Regions from separate parts of the Mus musculus genome. Here region 1 is linked to region 2. Evidence: chromatin contacts called from public promoter capture Hi-C data. All regions are on one chromosome and are shown on one strand. The core of a region is the stretch at or near the end of the contact, and the rest is flanking DNA. Distances in the headings are between cores, read along the strand shown. Region 1 has its middle 27 kb from the start of Uso1. Region 2 holds the start of Odaph (odontogenesis associated phosphoprotein).

Region 1 (6,321 bases), core at 3,804-6,303, 130 kb after region 2:
AGACACTCCAGAGGAGGGTGTCATATCTCACTATGGATGGTTGTGAGCCGCCCTGTGGTTGCTGAGAATTGAACTCGGGGACCTTCAGAAGAGCAGTCAGTGCTCTTAACCTCTAAGCCATCTCTGCAGCCAAGATTCTATTCTTATTAGTTTATGTGCATGTGGCATACTGATTTTGAAACTAGTACATTTTGGGTTTTTTTGTTGTTTTTTTTTCTTTTCTGGTTGGTTCACAGTTCACACTGACATATGTTTTCTCCTTATGGTTGTTTCTTTTAGATATGGTTCTGAGGGTAGTTCCCTCGGCTGTGCACCTATATTACCATAGTCTATAGCACATTCATACATTTCTTTCTTTTTTTTTATTACATATTTTCCTCAATTACATTTCCAATGCTAGCCCAAAAGTCCCCCATGCCCCCCCCCCCACTCCCCTACCCACCCATTCCCACTTTTTGGCCCTGGCATTCCCCTGTACTGGGGCATATAAAGTTTGCATGTCCAATGGGCCTCTCTTTCCAGTGATGGCCGACTAGGCCATCTTTTGATACATATGCAGCTAGAGTCAAGAGCTCCGGGGTACTGGTTAGTTCATAATGTTGTTGCACCTGCAGGATTGCAGATCTCTTTAGCTCCTTCGATACTTTCTCTAGCTCCTCCATTGGGAGCCCTGTGATCCATCCAATAGCTGACTGTGAGCATCCACTTATGTGTTTGCTAGGCCCCGGCCTAGTCTCACAAGAGACAGCTATATCAGGGTCCTTTCAGCAAACACTTGCTAGTGTATGCAATGGTGTCATCGTTTGGAGGCTAATTATGGGATGGATCCCTGGATATGGCAGTCTCTAGATGGTCCATCCTTTTGTCTCAGCTCCAAACTTTGTAACTCCTTACATTCATACATTTCTTATTTTTGTGTAAAAAATGCGTGCTTGGTGTGAAAATGTGGAACACAGGAACAAAATTCTATTTACCACAATGACATAATTACAACACAGAACACAACTGCTGGCTGTCAGCACTTCTGTCTCCTTCCAGGTTTTCATATGAGCGCACATGCACCCAAGTTATAACCACAGCAAACAAGCAAGAAGACATCTTGAATTTATCTACTAAATATCTAACAAGTCAGCATAAGCAAAAGTTTTAGTAGTCGAGGACATATGACATATTTAATTCTACATGAGAAACAGAAAATTAATTTTTCATCATTAAAAAAAAGTTATGTTTTTTCTTTTGCAGAAAGCAGAAGTAATACTAGTTCTTGGTTGACTTGGTTGGTTGGTTGGTTGGTTGGTTGGTTTTTCGAGACAGCGTTTCTCTGTATAGCCCTGGCTGTCATGGAACTCACTTTGTAGACCACGCTGGCCTCGAACTCAGAAATCTACCTGCCTCTGCCTCCGGAGTGCTGGGATTAAAGGTGTGTGCCACCATGGCCCAACTCCCGGAGTCTTACAATACACATACACATACACACACACACACACACACACACACACACAACACATACACATACACATACACATACACATACACATACACATACAACAGTGTACTCAGGCTAGAGAGACAGCTCAGCAGTTACAAGGAAGTACTATTCTTGCAGAGGACCTGAATTTGGTTTCCAGCAACCATTCAGCTCTTCTGGCCTCCACAAGCACATACTAAGTTTTGTTTTGTTTTGTTTTGTTTTGTTTTTGGTTTTTCGGGACAGGGTTTCTGTGTTCTTGGTTGACTTGGTTGATTGGTTGGTTGGTTGGTTGGTTGATTTTTCGAGACAGCATTTCTCTGTATAGCCCTGGCTGTCCTGAAACTCACTCTGTAGACCAGGCTGGCCTCGAACTCAGAAATCCGCCTGCCTCTGCCTCCTGAGTGCTGGGACTAAGTATTTTTAGATGTATTTAATTTTAATTTTGGAGCACGATTGTGTTCTGCTCTCCTCTCTCCACTGGAGTCATGTACAGTACACAAGGCAGACCTCCAAGAGGTCCAGAATATGACATGGCAGCATCAAAATTATTTCCAGCAAGAGGCATTTCAGTTCCTGAAATCATTCTAAAAGTAGAACCTCCCCCAAATAACTCAATCATTATAGAAGCAGGGAAGACTGCCTCCACCAGAGACGACAAGTCTCAGCTGCACATCCCTGCAGTCTCTCAGAAAACTGTCCTGACTCCCTTTATGACCCCTGGAGCCATTTGTCTTCCTATAACTGCTCTTCTCCCTTTCTCTCCTGTGAGGATGCTCTGAGCCCCAATCACATTGGTGTTTCTGTGAGTTCCTATCAATAGGTTAATAAACATGTGATTACTTCTTGTCTTTTTTCTTACTAATCTGCCCTTTTTCATACTTGGAATTCCCATGCATAGAACCTAAAGGGAAGGACCGAAGATAGGATTTACTTTCTCAACAAACTACATTGCCAGTAAGTACATCTCTGTACACACTGAATTTGGAATCTTCTTATAGATCTTCCTATGAGAGTGAGCCCTGAGTACTATTACGGAAGCCGCAGCAATGCTCTTCTAAATGCCCCTGCCAAGACCCCACACCTGGAATCTGTAAATAGGACTGCATCAGACAACGAAGACACATCAAGAGACCTAGAAGAAACTTCCAAATACTCCTGCAAAGTGAACTCAAGACTATTACTAGAGCAAAAGAAAAATTAACTACACAAAGAGAGCAGGGCAACTGGTCTACCTTGGAAGGCTAAAAGTGGACAGCAGGGACTCACACTGGCCTGATTCTTTCATTGTTCAGAGTAAAAGGTGCTTTGGCCACTACAACCTCTGGAACAGAATTCACAGAAGGAAAAAAAAAAAGCAACACTTAAAACATAGCTGAAGGCCATTCCTTAAACCACCCAGTCTTTGTAGCCAAACTAAGTAGACCCTCAAGAAGGAAAAAGCAGGCACCCTCAGACTTTTCTGTCTGTACCCTGGCTTCCCTGTAGTTTCAGGTGGAGAGATAAAAGTGCTGAAGAGTTTATGAATGTTTTGAAGATTTGGTTGGCAGAAGCCACTGTCACTGGGCTCCAGTCAGGGAACCTGTAAACAAGCAGAGACAACATGACCCAAGAAAGAGCTGGCACCCACCCAGAAGACACCGCCTCTGAGTCTTCCAACCAGTAGCATTTACCCTTGTCAACTACCCAACTGCCCTGGGGCTCTCTTCTCAAATCTTTCCATTCAGGGAGTGCTTCTTAAATGTTTACAAAGAGCCAAGAACTAAAGGGCATAGGGCTGCAAACTACACAGCGCCCTGGCAGAGACGGTAAGTAGACATTGAAAGTACTGGCCAGGGCTGAAAGACACTAAGAACCAACTTTGGGGATGGAAAGTGGTCCGGGTGCAGAGTACTGAGACAACAGGCAGTCAGGACACCCAGGAACTGAAAACATCGAGCAAACTAGGCTTAAAACAGGTAATACAGGGGTTGGGGATTTAGCTCAGTGGTAAAGTGCTTGCCTAGCAAGCCCAAGGCCCTGGGTTCGGTCCTCAGCTCCGGAAAAAAAAAAAAAAAAAAAAAAAAAAAAACAGGTAATACAAGCTGGGTGTGGTGGCAAAGTCTGTATGTGATTCCAGTACCCTGGAAGGAAGATTGTGAGAGGAGAGGAATCTGCACCGTTAGTATCAAACCTCGGGGCACACACGGAAGGAGGCTGTGAAAGAAAGAAAGAGGGCTGGTGAGATGGCTCAGTGGGTAAGAGCACCCGACTGCTCTTCCGAAGGTCCAGAGTTCAAATCCCAGCAACCACATGGTGGCTCACAACCATCTGTAACAAGATCTGACTCCCTCTTCTGGTGTGTCTGAAGACAGCTACAGTGTACTTACATATAATAATAAATAAATCTTTAAAAAAAAAAAAAAAAAAAAAAGAAAGAAAGAAAGGAAAGAAGGAAGGAAGGAAGGAAGAAAGAAAGAAAGAAAGAAAGAAAGGAAGGAAGGAAGAAAGAAAGAAAGAAAGAAAGGAAGGAAGGAAGAAAGAGAAAAGAAAAGAAAAGAAAAGAAAGAAAGAAAGAAAGAAAGGAAGAAAGAGAAAAGAAAAGAAAAGAAAGGAAGGAAGGAAGAGAAAAGAAAAGAAAGAAAGAAAGAAAGGAAGGAAGAAAGGAAGAAAGGAAGAAAGAGAAAAGAAAAGAAAAGAAAAGAAAGAAAGGAAGGAAGGAAGAGAAAAGAAAAGAAAGAAAGAAAGGAAGGAAGGAAGAAAGGAAGAAAGAGAAAAGAAAAGAAAAGGAAAGGAAAGAAAGAAAGAAAGAAAGAAAGAAAGAAAGAAAGAAAGAAAGAAGAGAAAATTAAATAAAAAAGAAAAGCTCAAACAAGCAGTCAAGTTGCCGAAGGAAGAACCGGGCTGTGCTTAAGGAAGGGCGGGGCCAGGGAACATTTGGAAGCTCGAAACTTGGGGCTCCTGGGGGTCAGCCCCAGCAACAAACCAACCTAGAGAGTTTTTCTTTGTGTTCCTTCCCACCCCGACTCCCACCGCCACACCCACCTGGCTATTGTCCCTATTCACTTCTCCAGTGAAGGTCATTTTAATTTCTTAGAGCTTAATTAAAAGATAATTTCAACCTACATCTTATTCTTTAGGAGCCAAGGCTCCCCCACCTCAGGTAAACCCTTCTCCAGATAACTGTCTCACTGTGACAGAGCAAGCAATCCTCTAAACAACTTTTGTGACCTACTGGTCTGCCCTAAAAGCTAAACTCTCAGTCAAGTTTAAGGAGAAAACACCCTGAGGAGATAGTTTCCGGCCCATCGGAGTCCCAGATTAGCTTAATTGCCTGACTTTCCCCTCATTAGAAAGTTCCTCTAGGAGGCAGATCTCTCCCTTCAGGAGAGAGAACACCCACAAAAGCCTGGGCTGTACCTGCAGGTTAGGGAAAGTACAGGACCCCAGAGCGAGGCAAATTAGCAATTCACGCATTTTACCATTTCAATTGGAGCCGGGAATTACAGCCGGGAGCAAAAAGAAGTCGCCCTCGTAACTCCCCCGCAGTTTCCTGTGTATTGTTTGCGGTTGGCTCTCCCAGCTGAACAAAGTGCTGGCAAACCTTATTTTTAAAAACACAAATAAAAGAGCTATGCAGGTCAGAGCAGTCCCTCCGCTGGAGGGAAGAGCACACTCCCTTCAGGAGTAGCTGGGGAAGTGGAGCCAGGTGACAGTGGGGTGCTGGGGAGACTGGGGGTGAGGAAGGAGACAAAGTTCTCAGCTCTTCCTAGGCGAGTCTCTCCGCCTGTAGTCCCAGCACTCTGCAGTGCTGAAGCAGCTTTCCCAAAATTCCACACACACACCCATTTCTTTTTTAAATATTTACTTATTGTATGTTTCTTTAGTTAAGATTTATTTTTGCCAGGCGTGGTGGTGGCACACGCCTTTAATCCCAGCACTCCGGAGGCAGAGGCAGGCGGATTTCTGAGTTCGAGGCCAGCCTGGGAGAAACCCTGTCTCGAAAAACCAAAAAAAAAAAAAAAAAAAAAAAGATTTATTTTATTTATATGAGTACACTGTAGCTGTCTTCAGACACACCAGAAGAGAGTATTCCATTATGGATGGCCGAGAGCCACCATGTGGTTGCTGGGAATTGAACACAGGACCTTCGGAAGAGCAGCCAGTGCTCTTAACTGCCAAGCCATCTCTCCAGCCCTCATTTTAACCCCCTTTAGGCTCTGGTATCTGCTGTCCTGCTTTGTTTTCTTTTCTGGCTCAAGGACAGCCTTTGCTGAATTCAGAGATCCTCCTGCCTCAGTAGGAAGTAAGTTTCAGATGACAAAGAGACTACTCCAGCTTCAATGTCTGCACAAAGCAAACTTCACTCTGTCTAGAGCGAGTGTGGGAAAAACACAAACACACAGGACCAGGCGTTTGTTTGGCTGAGGTCGGGTGGGGGTTTTCACAGCTCTTGGCTATCAGTGCGCGTGTGTGTATAAAACCTTCCCATGAAAGTCTTTCGTGTGTGTGTGTGTGTGTGTGTGTGTGTGTGTGTGTGTGTGTGTATATGTGTGTGTAAAACTTTCCCATGAAAGTCTTTCAAGATGAGGGAGATAAGGATTTGAAAAAGTAGTGAACACAGGAAAATAAAATTAAAAAAAAAGCCTCTTAGACATGTAAAAATAGCTTAGTGAGGAACCCCACTACACCCCAAGGCTGCATTTGATAGCTCAAACCCAGGGACATCACTGGAGATAGTAAAGCAAGAGCCTAAAACTCCATGATGCCCTGATGCCCACTGGACAGAATATAAGCAGAGTCCAAGAGCAGTGCTCTGCTCTGCACATCTGGACAGACACCACCTTGGTCTGCCCGGCAGCTGGAAAGTTACC
Region 2 (6,568 bases), core at 1,940-4,439:
CTAGAACTTTGTCAAGGAATAAAATCAAGCCTGAGGAATTTACCACTTCCTGATTTGTGTCTATTGGTCTCGTTTGTGTCTATTGGACTTCTTGATCCTCAGGTGACATCACTCTAGATTGACACTCTTTAAAGCCCAAGACTATGATTAATTCTGTTCTTCCTAAACTCCTGATGAAATCACTGGTCAAAGCAGTCCTTTGAATGATGGGATGTTTTGGCAAATACAACCTCCTAAGAGAAAACATTCTGAATTGAAGTTCTAATAATTTAATAAAAAAAGGAAGGAAGGAAGGAAGGAAGGAAGGAAGGAAGGAAGGAAGGAAGGGGAGAGAGAGAGAGACAGAGAGACAGAGAGAGAAAGAGAGAAAGAGAGAGAGAAAGAAAGAAAGAAAGAAAGAAAGAAAGAAAGAAAGAAAGAAAGAAAGAAAGAAAAAGGAAGAAAGGCAAACATGCCCTTTACAGATTATCATGATAGTTTGAGCTTTGTGTCAACACCTCAATGTTCCTCTGGGGGAGGTACTTACTATAGTTCAGATTTCGAATGTCCCTGTCTTAGTCAGGGTTTCTATTTCTGCACAAACATCATGATCAAGAAACAAGTTGGGGAGGAAAGGGTTTATTCAGCTTACACTTCCATACTGCTGTACATCACCAAAGGAAGTCAGGACTGGAACTCAAGCAGGTTAGAAAGCAGGAGCTGATGCAGAGGCCATGGAGGGATGTTCTTTACTGGCTTGCTTCCCCTGGCTTGATCAGCCTGCTCTCTTATAGAACCCAAAACTACCAGCCCAGGGATGGTCCCACCCACAATGGGGCCCTTCCCCCTTGATCACTAAGTTGAGAAAATGCCTTACAGCTGGATCTCATGGAGGCATTTCCTCAACTGAAGCTCCTTTCTCTGTGATAACTCCAGCTTGTGTCAAGTTGACACAAAACTAGCCAGTACAGTCCCTAAGTGCCCATGTGTTAAAAAGCCTTGGTCTCCAGCCTGGAGCACCACTGGCAGGTGGTAGAAGCTCTACCAGATTAAGACTAGTGAATGGAAGTTAGGTCATTGGGGATGGCACCCTTAAAGGGACTACTGGGACCCTTAGCCCCCCCCCCCTCAGCTTCCTGGTCACCGTGAGATGAGCAGCCTGTGCCCCTACAATAATGTTTTCACCACAGTCCAAAAGCAGCAGAAATAGCTGACCAAGGACACTTCTAAACTATGAGCCAAAATAAATCTTTCTACCTTATAAATTGATTTTCAAGTATCTCATCATGGTGACAGAACGCCAACTAATACAAATGCCACATCAAAGATCATGTCTCTAAACTGATAAAAAATACATTTTTTTTGAGACAGCATCTGACTCACTATGTTGCCTAGGCTAGTTTAGAACTCATAGGTCAAGCCTTCCTTCCACATCAGCCTCTGAAATACCTGCAATAATTGACTAGTGTCACCATGCTGGCTTGAACAGATAATCAAATGGCAAGTGAGAAAAGAAAATGATATTAGAAAGTTTTGGGTATTTCTTTTTTCTAACAAGAACCAGCCTCTTAATTCTTGTGACCACTTCCTGTTACTCTCACAACTGAAAGAATCCTCTCGGGAGGCCAGCCAAGCACTGGTGTGTCTGGCTGTGGTGGTTTGAATAAGAATGGCCTCCATATGCTCATGAATGTGACTAGTTAGTCACCAGGGAGTAGCGCTATTTAAAAGGATTAAAGGGATTAGGAGGTGTGGCCTTGTTGGAGGAAGTGTGTCACTGGGGGTGGGCTTTGAGGTTTCAGAATCCCATGTGGAGCCCAGACATCTCTGCTTACAGATCAGTATGTGGTTCTCAGGTACTGCCCCAGTGTCTACCTGCACTATGACAGGCTTCCTGTCATGATGATGATGATGGAATAACCCTCTAATACTGTAAGCCAGCCCCCATCTAATGCTTTCTCTGTAAGAGTTGCCTTAGTCTTGGTGTCTCTTTACAGCACTATAACAGTGACCAAGACACATGTTCATCTTACAAGCAAGTTGGTGACTTAGAAGAAAGTCTAGAAAGTAGGCTTATTAAGTTATGCTCCAGGTTTCTTCATTTTTGTTTAAACAATGACCATAGTGGCCACAAGGAAAGACACTTTTCTACCCATGGCCCTTCCCTCATGGGCAGACATAGGGCAGAGAAGAACCATACACTTGGGTCAGAATCTAACAGCAGCTTCTTCAAACACCTGGATCAGGAAATCTCCTCTTCCCTCATGATTTGCTCCAGGAAGTCAAGCTATGTGGTGAGGAGCTAAGGTAGTTCTTTTCTGTGGGGAGTTTGAATGAAAATGGCTCTAATAGGCTCATGCATTTGAATGCTTGATCTGAAGTTGGTGGAACTATTTGGGAAGAATTGGGAGGCATAGGGGTAGACTTTGACGTTTCAAAAACCCATACCACTTCACATTAGATCTCTCTCTGTCTCAGGCCTGTGGATAAGATATAAGTTCTCAGATACTGCTCCAGCACCATGCCTGCCTGTCTGCTGCCATGATTCCCCACCTTGGTGGCCATGGGCTCACCATCTGAAACTGTCAGCCCAAATAAATTCTTTCTTTTATAAAAGTGGCTCTCGACCCCGTGGGTTATGACCCCTTTAGGGGATAAAAGACCCTTTCATGGGGGTCGAATATCAGATATCCTGCATATCAGATATTTCCATTAGGATTCACAATAGTGGCAAAATTAGTTATGAAGTAGCAATGCAATAATGTTATGGTTGGGGAAAGGGGGAGTTACCACAACATGAGGAGCTGTATTAAAGGGTCGCAGCATTAGAAGGTTCTATAAGCTGCCTTGGTCAGGTCATAGTGTTTTTGTCATAGCAATAGAAAAGAAACCAAAATACCTTCCCTTGCAGCTGGAGAGCCATGGTTACAAGTGAAGAGAAGGCACTGAGGTGGGGAGTGTTTGGAACTGACAGGGTAGTGAAGGTAAGGTGGCTTCCTTCAGTCCAGAGTGAAGGAGAGGTGCGTGACGCTTGCCTGGCATTACCAGAAGCTTCAGGTTGACGAAGACTGTCTGGTATTTCCTTGAGAGTTTCTTACTCTCCCACCACAGGTCCGGGTGGTTGTGGTCCACTATGCAAATGCAAATTGCCTGACTCAGGCTGCTGCCAACTCACTCACTCTCCTTTAAAGCAGCCTGGGGCCCAGAGCAGTGAGTGCTCAGGGCAGAAGCCATGGCTCCAGCTTTCCATGTCTCCTGGTTACTGGTCAGCTGGTTGGTGGTAACTACAGCAGAAGGTAAGAGTCTGAGTTTTTACCTACTGTGTGTGGGTTAGATAAATAATACCATACAGGAAAACAAAGGTGGCTTCCATGGTTACATATTTCCATATGTTGGAAATGTTTCTTTGCTACCATCAGCCTGTGTGAATGAAATGAAAGGCTGGGGTGGCTCACCTGAAGACCTGGATCCCAGTCTTAGCGTTACCTCTGTGATTTTAGGGTATACTTGAACATTATATATGATTATGCATTGTTGTGGGGCTGGAGAGGACAACTGAGCTATAAGCAAAAGCCTCTGCACATTAAAAGCACTGCATCAAGGCTACTGTTGTTACTACGGTTATCGGTTATGGAGCTAACAGTGTTTATGTGGAATTATAGCACTGTCTGCTTCCTTCCATTTCCAGCAGCCAGCTCTTCAGGCTGAGTCTTTGTTTATTGCTTTAATGAATCATACCTGATGAGCTGTGTCTTGGCTCTACCAAGGTGAGCAGATTTCCTGAGGCTGACTAATTTCTCCCTTGCTCCCATTCTCCCCTCCCCCAGCACCCCCCCCCCAACCCTGCACTCCTCCCCCTTGCTCTCCACTGAACCTGCAGATGCTCTGAGCATGGACATTGGATTTCAAGTCCCTGCCCAAGGGAAGATATGGAAGATAGGAGAAAGGAATAGGAAGGAGAACCTGGGGGCCCTGCATCTAGCATTTGTTTTCGTAATTGACTTTAAATGCAGACGTAGGTGCTGTTCAGTGAGGAGGGATCCAGTGTTGGACAGAGCCTCTCGCCCACTTACATTCCCTGACCTAGGGAAGCTTTTCAAGGGGTTCAGTGAGACTCCATTCATCTTCCAACATTTTCTCTGCAGTTGTCACACAATGTCTGAGACAGACTGGAGACAGGGAGAGGCATCAGAACTTGTTGCTAGATACCCAGAGATCCCCTAACCCAGCCTCTGCACAGACTACAGCTATCACAGGGCAGCAGTTCCTCAATTCCCAAGATGAGGTTATGGACATCTGCTGAAAAAGAGGCCACCTTCTTTCCAGCTTATGGGGCACATGTAGTCACAGAGCAAATTTGTTGACATCTCTTGTTTTGTTCTCTTGAGGCTTTGAAAATAGCTAAATAGGTTATAACGAGATTCGAGATTTCAATTATTTATATCTAAAACTATCCTTTGAGGGCTGAACACAGTGGTGTGTGCCTCTGATCCTGACACTCAGAGGCAGAAGCCGGAAAGATATCTGCGAGTTCAAGGCCAGCCTAGTCTATGTAGCAAGTTTCAGAATGGAAAGCCAGGGTTACATAGTGAGACAATGTCCCCAGACAAACAAATAAAAATTTCGTCTGAAAGGTGAGATTTGGTCTCTGAGCTTGGCAGCACAGGTTCTAGGTCATCACTCATTTCTGCTTGTCCTCTGGGACTGACTGCCCAGCAGGAAGGCTCACATGTGTCCCTGTGCCCTTCGCCGTCCAAGAGCACCTGCTCCTTTCCTGCCTCACATCTGCTCTCTGCAGTTCTGCTTCGAGTAACAGCAATTAAATGCTACTGTAATATCACACTTACAAGTCTTTCTGGAGGCACTTTATTGTAAAATAGGTTGTTTTTCTCTGACATCTTTGGATTGTCAAAGCAGTCTGTGCCTCACCTGCAGTGTATGTTCCATGCCTGACTGGCAGATCTGTCTGTATCTAATCTCTTTCCAATCCTCAGAGACAGGCGCTATGGTTTTGTCATCACAGCGCTCAATTCAGCATGTAATATGGGATGTGCACACGGTTGACCCGACGTACAGCATCCTGAAGGGGGGACGGGGAGTTTAGCACATTTTCTGGGCTCTAAATTCTTTATCTTTCAAGTGATGAATTTTACAAAAATAGCCAATCGTTCTTGGTGTCCACAAAATGAATTGAGTTACAGTTATTATGAGTCAGTTAACCACGGCATTGGTATTTCTTTGTGGCTGGAGTCTGAATGGGCATGGGAAATCTAAGATTCCAGGTGCTCTGTAAGGAAGAATGGCGTGGGTAGACCCAGGCTTGCTGCTATAAAAATCACTACAGCTCTCTACAAAACAGCTCTTGACTGCCCAGATAAACCACAGAGCACAGGTAATTATAAAAAGATCTTCTCATCATTACCTCTTTTTTTAAAAAATCGAGCTAGTTTGGGGGTATGATACAAATTTCACGTCTAGACTATAATAAGCCCATTTAAGACTGACATCCAAACTTCAAACAATATTTTGGCTTGTATTATATAATACTATAATTTTAAATATAAATTATTATTTAAAACACTCTAAGGCTGGAATTAAATTCTCGCTGAGTACCACAAAAACACCGAGAAGAACAGCCAGTGTCTGCCTAGTCATTCAGAGATACACCAAGTCTTCAAGGATAACACTGCCATCCAGGGAGTGTTCCAGGTGCTGAAGACATCAGCAATGACCAACAGAATCAATAATCCCTCGTCTTCACAGAGTTCCTAGTCTTATAGTTATTATGTACTTTAGTCCTACCCTTACCTTGATACACACAGATCTTATATAAAAGATAAACAGATAAACCTAAGAAGTGAAGCTTGTGCTGCTAAAAATCCTTCTATAACATTCACAACCTTAACAATTAACAATAACAATTGCTAACTTAATAAATGTGTACTATGCAAAGGGTATCTCCCAGAACCGTTAATATCTTATCTTGGATAATTTCATAAGCCCATTGGATAGACCATACTATTCTTACATCTTTCAAATAAGGGAAAAAAAAACCCTCAGGGGTGAGGTGATCTGTCCTTAGTCACAGTATTAGAAGCAGGGACCCTGCCTCTGGAATATCATGCTGCCCTGCCTCTCCAGATGTTTGTTTGATTGTTTGTTTTTGTTTTTGTTTTTTGAGACAGGGTTTCTCTGTGTAGCCCTGGCTGTCCTGGAACTCACTCTATAGACCAGGCTGGCCTTGAACTAAGAAATCTGCCTGCCTCTGCCTCCCAAGTGCTGGGATTAAAGGCGTGAGCCACCACTGCCTGGCAGATGTTTTTTAGTCAACATTCAAATGTGTGACCTACTTTGGTCTTATTAAGTTTTCAGGATGCTTAGCTTTGATGTACAGTGCCCTTGCTGGTGTGTCAGTGTGTGACGTGTGGGAAATACATGTTAATCTTCACACTGTCCTTCATAGGTAAGAACATAGAAACTTATGCTGTTATAGAAATGAAGCTTTCTCTCCATCAGTTTAATTCTTCCACAGGCCCTGGGGGTAGGGCCAGTCTGTAAGATGGTCTGCTGGGCATTTCAGGAATGCTAA

What was found. Promoter capture Hi-C pulls out the DNA fragments that hold promoters and counts their contacts.
Region 1: a promoter capture Hi-C map of liver shows a contact between it and region 2, with 2.6 times the contacts expected there. The contact joins the enhancer-like site here to the promoter of Odaph in region 2. A contact is called at or near these places in 6 of 39 promoter capture datasets (cranial neural crest, embryonic stem cells, liver and 2 more), 1 of 15 datasets of contacts at CTCF or cohesin (the NIH/3T3 cell line), 2 of 484 Hi-C or Micro-C datasets (ECoMG-derived neutrophils and regulatory T cells), 3 of 115 datasets of contacts at active chromatin or transcription factors (bone marrow-derived macrophages and embryonic stem cells) and 4 of 9 other capture datasets (adipose tissue, embryonic stem cells, liver and 1 more).

Annotation. Positions count from the first base shown.
Region 1 is chr5:92,107,913-92,114,233 of GRCm38.p6, forward strand. It overlaps a transcript of G3bp2 not described here. Among named protein-coding and RNA genes, the nearest start is that of Uso1, 27 kb to the right of the region's middle. Within about 2 kb of position 5,054, at least 56 of the 459 cell types and tissues checked have an H3K27ac peak or open chromatin away from gene starts, as enhancers often do. A contact at or near this core is called in adipose tissue, embryonic stem cells, liver and 2 more, where this site is marked.
Region 2 is chr5:91,984,284-91,990,851 of GRCm38.p6, forward strand. It overlaps Odaph (odontogenesis associated phosphoprotein), which reads left to right and starts at 3,190. Exons shown (of 2, transcript NM_001177577.1): 1 at 3,190-3,275. The coding sequence starts at 3,212.